2 separate regions of the Zea mays genome follow, and region 1 is linked to region 2. The links are chromatin contacts, called in public Hi-C maps. All regions are on one chromosome and are shown on one strand. The core of a region is the stretch at or near the end of the contact, and the rest is flanking DNA. Distances in the headings are between cores, read along the strand shown.

Region 1 (2,700 bases), core at 164-2,663, 140 kb before region 2:
AAGAGAAAGAGAGCAGGAAAATCTAACCAGCTGACTTTTGAAATGTGACAATCTTCTCCACAAATCCATAAGCTTTGAATACTTGATGTAGAACCTCCACCGTTATAGGATAGATCATGTGGTGGATAGTAACTAAGAGGATTCGGTTGGGTTCAGACTCCTGAGGCCAAGCAGCAGCAAGCACCGAGACAGAAAAGAGGAGATAGAAAGAAAAGAATAAATAGGGAGGAATGTGTATAACTAGTTGGAATACAAGAGACAGCAGATATGTGATACAATCTAACTCTATCTACAAGAGGAGGTAGAAAGATATAAACTACAGCTAAACATACTTACAATCAGTACACTTTTCTAACAATTAGTTGCACATGTCAATGACTTTTATAGAGATCTAGTTTTATCGCTGCTACATCATATGGAAACTTTTAAGAACCTTCTCCCATCCTTTCCATCATTACAAAACTAATAACCAAGCACAATTTTGTTATGAAATGGATTGCTGAAAATGGAGGGGACTACAAATCCTACTTCAAAACAAACCAGCCCAACCCCCAAAAAAACCACAAAAAACCTGTAGCCATGCCGGCAACTAAACCAATACCAGAGTCCCAAGAACTGATGTTTTACAGAGACATATTAAAAGAACGCAGTGCTACATTAACCAAAAATACGCTCACACACAAATAGTGGACCTAATAAGAAATATGATTGTTTTCGTGTTTTAAGTCAATGCACTATTGTTTTCATGCCTACATGTCAGATGTGGTTAATTAATTATCGTACAGCTTAATGCCAACAAAGGTCAATAAGAAAATAAAACAAAACATGATGCACTAATATGCATCAGTTACATACAGGGCCTATAGCATAATATCCAACATGCATTAGTTACAACCAAGGCCTATAGCATAAATGCATATATTGGTTCAGGTATAGACTATATTAGGAAATATAACAATAAACTTTATAAATTACATAATTATGGCATACCTGATCAGAATTCCTTCCATGCGAGCTCTGGTCTGTGGTAAGCTCTTGGTGAGATGAGAACTGCATGTAAACATTCCTTCCCCTAAAATGTAAAACATGATGCACAAAATAATAAATCACATATAGGATGGAATGTTAAACTCAATTGGTAAAAAGAGGTTGTACTTAATTTCAACACTTGTCGCAACAGAAAGTCCAAAAATATATCATCAGCATCCATAAATCTACACATTATCTATCAGCCATATGACCATGCTACTTGGCTGCTTACACTGTAATACATGTATGGATATCTCTTTTGGAGCCCTTGGCATCCATAAAGCATTGCAGCCAATACGCATAGACCAAATTACCTTATGCTAGGTTGAACGGAAGTGTAATATTGCAGCGCACTCACGGAAGCATGTATGTCTTCCATCTGCAGAAGAGTCTGAGCCTCGAAACAAGCACAAGTAAGCAATACCTATAGTCAATCTACTCAGTCAAGTGCTGGAATTAAGAAATAACCCACTTGGTTCTTGGCACGCAACATGACGATCTTGGAGACCACGCCGAACGGCTGCAGCAGCTGAAGGAGATCAGACTGCAAACACAACGGCAGGGGAGCGGTGGGAGAATAGCTAATAATCAAATCTTTCGCATAAACCAAACAATCGGATTAAAATTTGACCCCAGAAAGAACAAAGCCCAAAAGATTAAAGATTTCCCATTAACTGATCCCCTACATACCTCGGCAATCTCGTGCCCGACGTTGCGGATGTGGATTACCTTGGAAGGCTCCGACATCCTCCCGCACTGTAACACAGGCAGCAGCCAATATACACCACGAAATTGGTCGTATGGAAGGTCCCGAACCAATCGAGGAAACGGGGAGAAGAGAGATCTAGAGCCAAAGCTCTAATCTCCGGGCAAGAAACGTTACCTCGTAGAGGGTTTAAGAGGGAGAGGGATCTAGGGTTTTGCCGTCGACTGCCGCTGCGGGAAGAGAGAGGAGAGGCGGGGAAGAGAGAGGGAGGGGGGAGAGTAGGGTAGGGAAGTGGAGGGGTAGGTCAGTAGGTGGCGGGGAAGGAAATAGTGGGCGGTAGACGGTAGTAACTACTAGTAGCAGTGGCAACGACTGCTGCAATTCAGGTTAAAATTATCTCTATTCTTCGTTACTGTCCTGTTTGTTTAGGGTTTATGGATGAAATTATAAATTGAATTATGATGAAATATTATATATAAGTTGAATTATGATGAAATATTATATATAAGTTGAATTATGATGAAAGAGGATTATTAATGCTACAAGGGGTAGCCTGCCTCCCTTGTGTTCTGACTTCCGACGATCTTAACCGTCTATTCTCTCCCGCCTCTGTTTTGGTCGTCCGTCCGATACTGCCCACGCCCGCGTGTGTCTCCTTGCTCATCGCCCACCACTCTCTCGTCCACGCGAGCAACCCCTGCAACCCATTGATCTGGACGATCCGTATCGTGTGTATCGCCCAGGCTTCTGCCCGCCTCCCCCCACACCCAATCCCCAACCTCCCCTCGCCTCCCCTGACCTCGCTCCCGAACGGCTCGCCCCGCATCTACCGCGTGCCAGCCGCCCTCGCTCTCGTTCAGTCCGTCTCCCCCCTCTCTCCATCCAAAGCCTGTGCGTTGTCGCCCCGCCGCCGGGCGCGCCCTCGTTCTCCTACCTGGCCGTGTTCTCCAACTGCTCGCTCATCG
Region 2 (2,703 bases), core at 17-2,516:
TCTTACGTTTTAAGCCTGATACTGATGATTATTACTCAATTCTTGAAGGCAAGATAGACACATATGGCTTCAACCCTAAAAGTGTTCCGTGTCAGCTCAACATAAACTCCTAGATTGACATTGTTTTCTTTTCATAAGGCAAAAGCACACTGTCTCTCACAAAACATTCTGCTTTCTAACAGCATATGCTCCTAGGTGTTGTTGTCCTCGTCACCGATGTCCCTAGAGAATTTGATCTACCTACGTCTGCATCACGCAGGCAAGTGGACTTCAGCAGCTGTCTGGACATCTTCAATCCTTATGTTAGTGTAAATCTAAGTGTGATCAAGTGTTAATCTAAGCACTAGCTATTGTAATGGTAAGCTAAGCGATTAAGATCCTAAGTTTAAGGTTACTAGTTTATAATACTGTCTTCATTCATCTCGACTCTAAGATGCCTGAAATGCAGTGGCCTTAGGGGTCTGTTTAGTCCAAAGATGGACGGAATCATGGCAGAGGCAGAGGTTAGGGAGAGACACACGGGGTAGTCCCATTGCTGCACTGAAGATGTGCGGTGGTCCCTAGCCAACCTTATAAATTTAATGACTGAAATACTTGTATACCTAGCATTTCGACATTTTTACTGGTTTCCAGACATAGTGATCGTGTTAGATCAAACTTAATTGAGTACCAATGGGATCCTGTTCCATATAGCGGAACGAGTGTAGGTAAGAAAAAACCCATCGAGACGCTGGGATACCTTCTTGGCGGTGGCCGACCAGGAGAGGATGAGTCCGAGTAAGACGATGAAGAAGAAGGGGCCCCAGAGGTCCCAGTCGCGCAGAGCCTTGCCAGGGTCCTCGCGGAAGGGGTTGGGGAAGACAACGAGCTTGAGGTTGCTCACGATACGGGCGAGGTCGCGCTTGACGGTGTCCCAGACGGGCTCGGTGAGCGTGCTGGGCTCGGGGCCCAACCCGCTGGAGGCGATAGCGACAGTGATGGAGCCCGAGGCGGAGGTGGGTGCGGACACCGCTGCGGAGAATGGGAGCTTGGCGGCAGCAGTCTGTGGAGGCGCGTAGGCAGAGGAGGAGACGGGGATGGAGGCGCGCGGAGGGGAGGAGGGCCGCGCGGAGGGGAGGACGACGACCTGGGCGCGCGCGGCGTGGGCGTGGGCGTGGGCGTGGGCGTGAGTCGCCGCCATCTCGTCCATGTCGGACACGCCCGACGAGGAGTGGAGAGGGTGCGGCGACATGGCGGGCGGGTGGATCAGTGGAGGCGATCCATCCTTTCCTTCTCATGGGTTTACCACCACCGGACGCCGGCTAATTCAAGGAGGCCGGGAGAGGGGAGCGGAGGAAGGAACACGTGGAGTTCAGCGGGACGACGGAGCACCGGGACGAGGGATGCGCGAAACACACGTCGACGTTCGTGTTTTATTGGCGCGTTCGCTTGTCCGCTTTGCCATCTCTGATCTCGGGCGAACCACACATCACTGGACAGTTTCGACGGCCGTCAAGTACAGAGGACACGCAGAGAGCCGCAAAAGCACAGCCCGCGGCGCATGCGCCGATCCGAACCCAGAAATCTTCCATTCCAAGCTCTCAGAAGTCGCAGTCGCTTCGCTTCTCTCTCGTTCGCTCGGTTCCCCTCGTCTCGCTCTCGCCCGTCGCCCCTCCCGGGACAAGAAAGCAACGGAACATCGCGGAAAGCGAGAGCCGGCCTGACCTGTCCTCACTCGACCTGCGCTAGCCGACTGTCTGAAGTTTTGCCCCCCCTTTTCTCCTTCCCTTTTGGGCCGTGGGCCGGCCGCGCGCCCCGGCGCATGGCGTCGTCGCGGGTGATGGCGTCCTCGTCCCCGCCGCAGCACGCCGGCGCCGGCTCGTCCTCGGACCTAGCGCGATTCAGGAGCAGCGGCGGCATCGGATCCATGAACATGGACAACATTATGCGTGAAATCTACGGCCCCGAGGCCGTCAACGCCACCGTCAACGGCCGGGTGGAGCCCTCCCCGGCGGCCCCGGAGGCTGCTGCCCGGCGGACGTCGGAGGAGGTGTGGAAGGAGATCTCCGCCGCCGGGGGGCTCTCCGCTCCCGTCCTCCCTCCCCCTCCCGCCGCCAGCACCGGCGCCGGGGCCAGAGGCGGCGGCGGCGGCGCCTCGGAGATGACGCTGGAGGATTTCCTCGCCAGGGATTCCTGCGCCATGGCGGCGGTGATGGAGGGGGACATGGCGCTAGGGTTCCCTAACTGTGAAGGAGACGCGGCAGGGAGCGTGGCGGGGGAAGCAGGCGGCGGGAGGGGAAGCAGGAAGCGGGCTCTTCTGGATCCCGCGGACCGTGCCGTCATGCAGCGGCAGAAGCGCATGATCAAGAACCGAGAGTCCGCAGCGAGGTCTAGGGACAGGAAACAGGTAGTAAGGGGGGCTAAAAATTGAATTATCTCGGTGGCGCGCAGAATTTGATTGACTCTTGCGTGATTTTGAACTGTTCTCTGTGCGTACTTGGTTTTGGTTACTTGAGCATCTGAATTTGATGCTTTCGTTTGGTCCCATGTATAGGCCTATATCGCGGAGCTGGAATCGCAGGTTATGCAGCTGGAGGAGTATCAAGCGGAACTGTTAACGGAGCAGGTATTATTCTTGGTTCTGCAGTAAGGAAATGGTGTTGTACTGTTGTGACGCCCCGGTCCCCGGCCCACATCTTGTTCCCATTGCTTTATTCCAGAACA

The links. Hi-C and Micro-C count contacts between places; a contact is called where the count stands out from the background.
Region 1: a contact with region 2 is called in a Hi-C map of ear, with 8 times the contacts expected there. The contact joins the promoter of LOC100383701 here to the promoter of LOC100273791 in region 2. A contact is called at or near these places in 7 of 25 Hi-C or Micro-C datasets (bundle sheath, ear, leaf and 2 more).

Annotation. Positions count from the first base shown.
Region 1 is chr6:161,355,702-161,358,401 of Zm-B73-REFERENCE-NAM-5.0, reverse strand. LOC100383701 reads right to left here and starts at 1,413. Exons shown (of 12, transcript NM_001176338.1): 1 at 1,344-1,413; 2 at 991-1,072; 3 at 28-160. The coding sequence starts at 1,408. It also overlaps the pseudogene LOC103631543.
Region 2 is chr6:161,215,351-161,218,053 of Zm-B73-REFERENCE-NAM-5.0, reverse strand. It overlaps LOC100273791, which reads right to left and starts at 1,266. Exons shown (of 3, transcript NM_001148193.1): 1 at 740-1,266. The coding sequence starts at 1,189. LOC100279460 reads left to right here and starts at 1,565. Exons shown (of 4, transcript NM_001360971.1): 1 at 1,565-2,386; 2 at 2,534-2,605. The coding sequence starts at 1,802.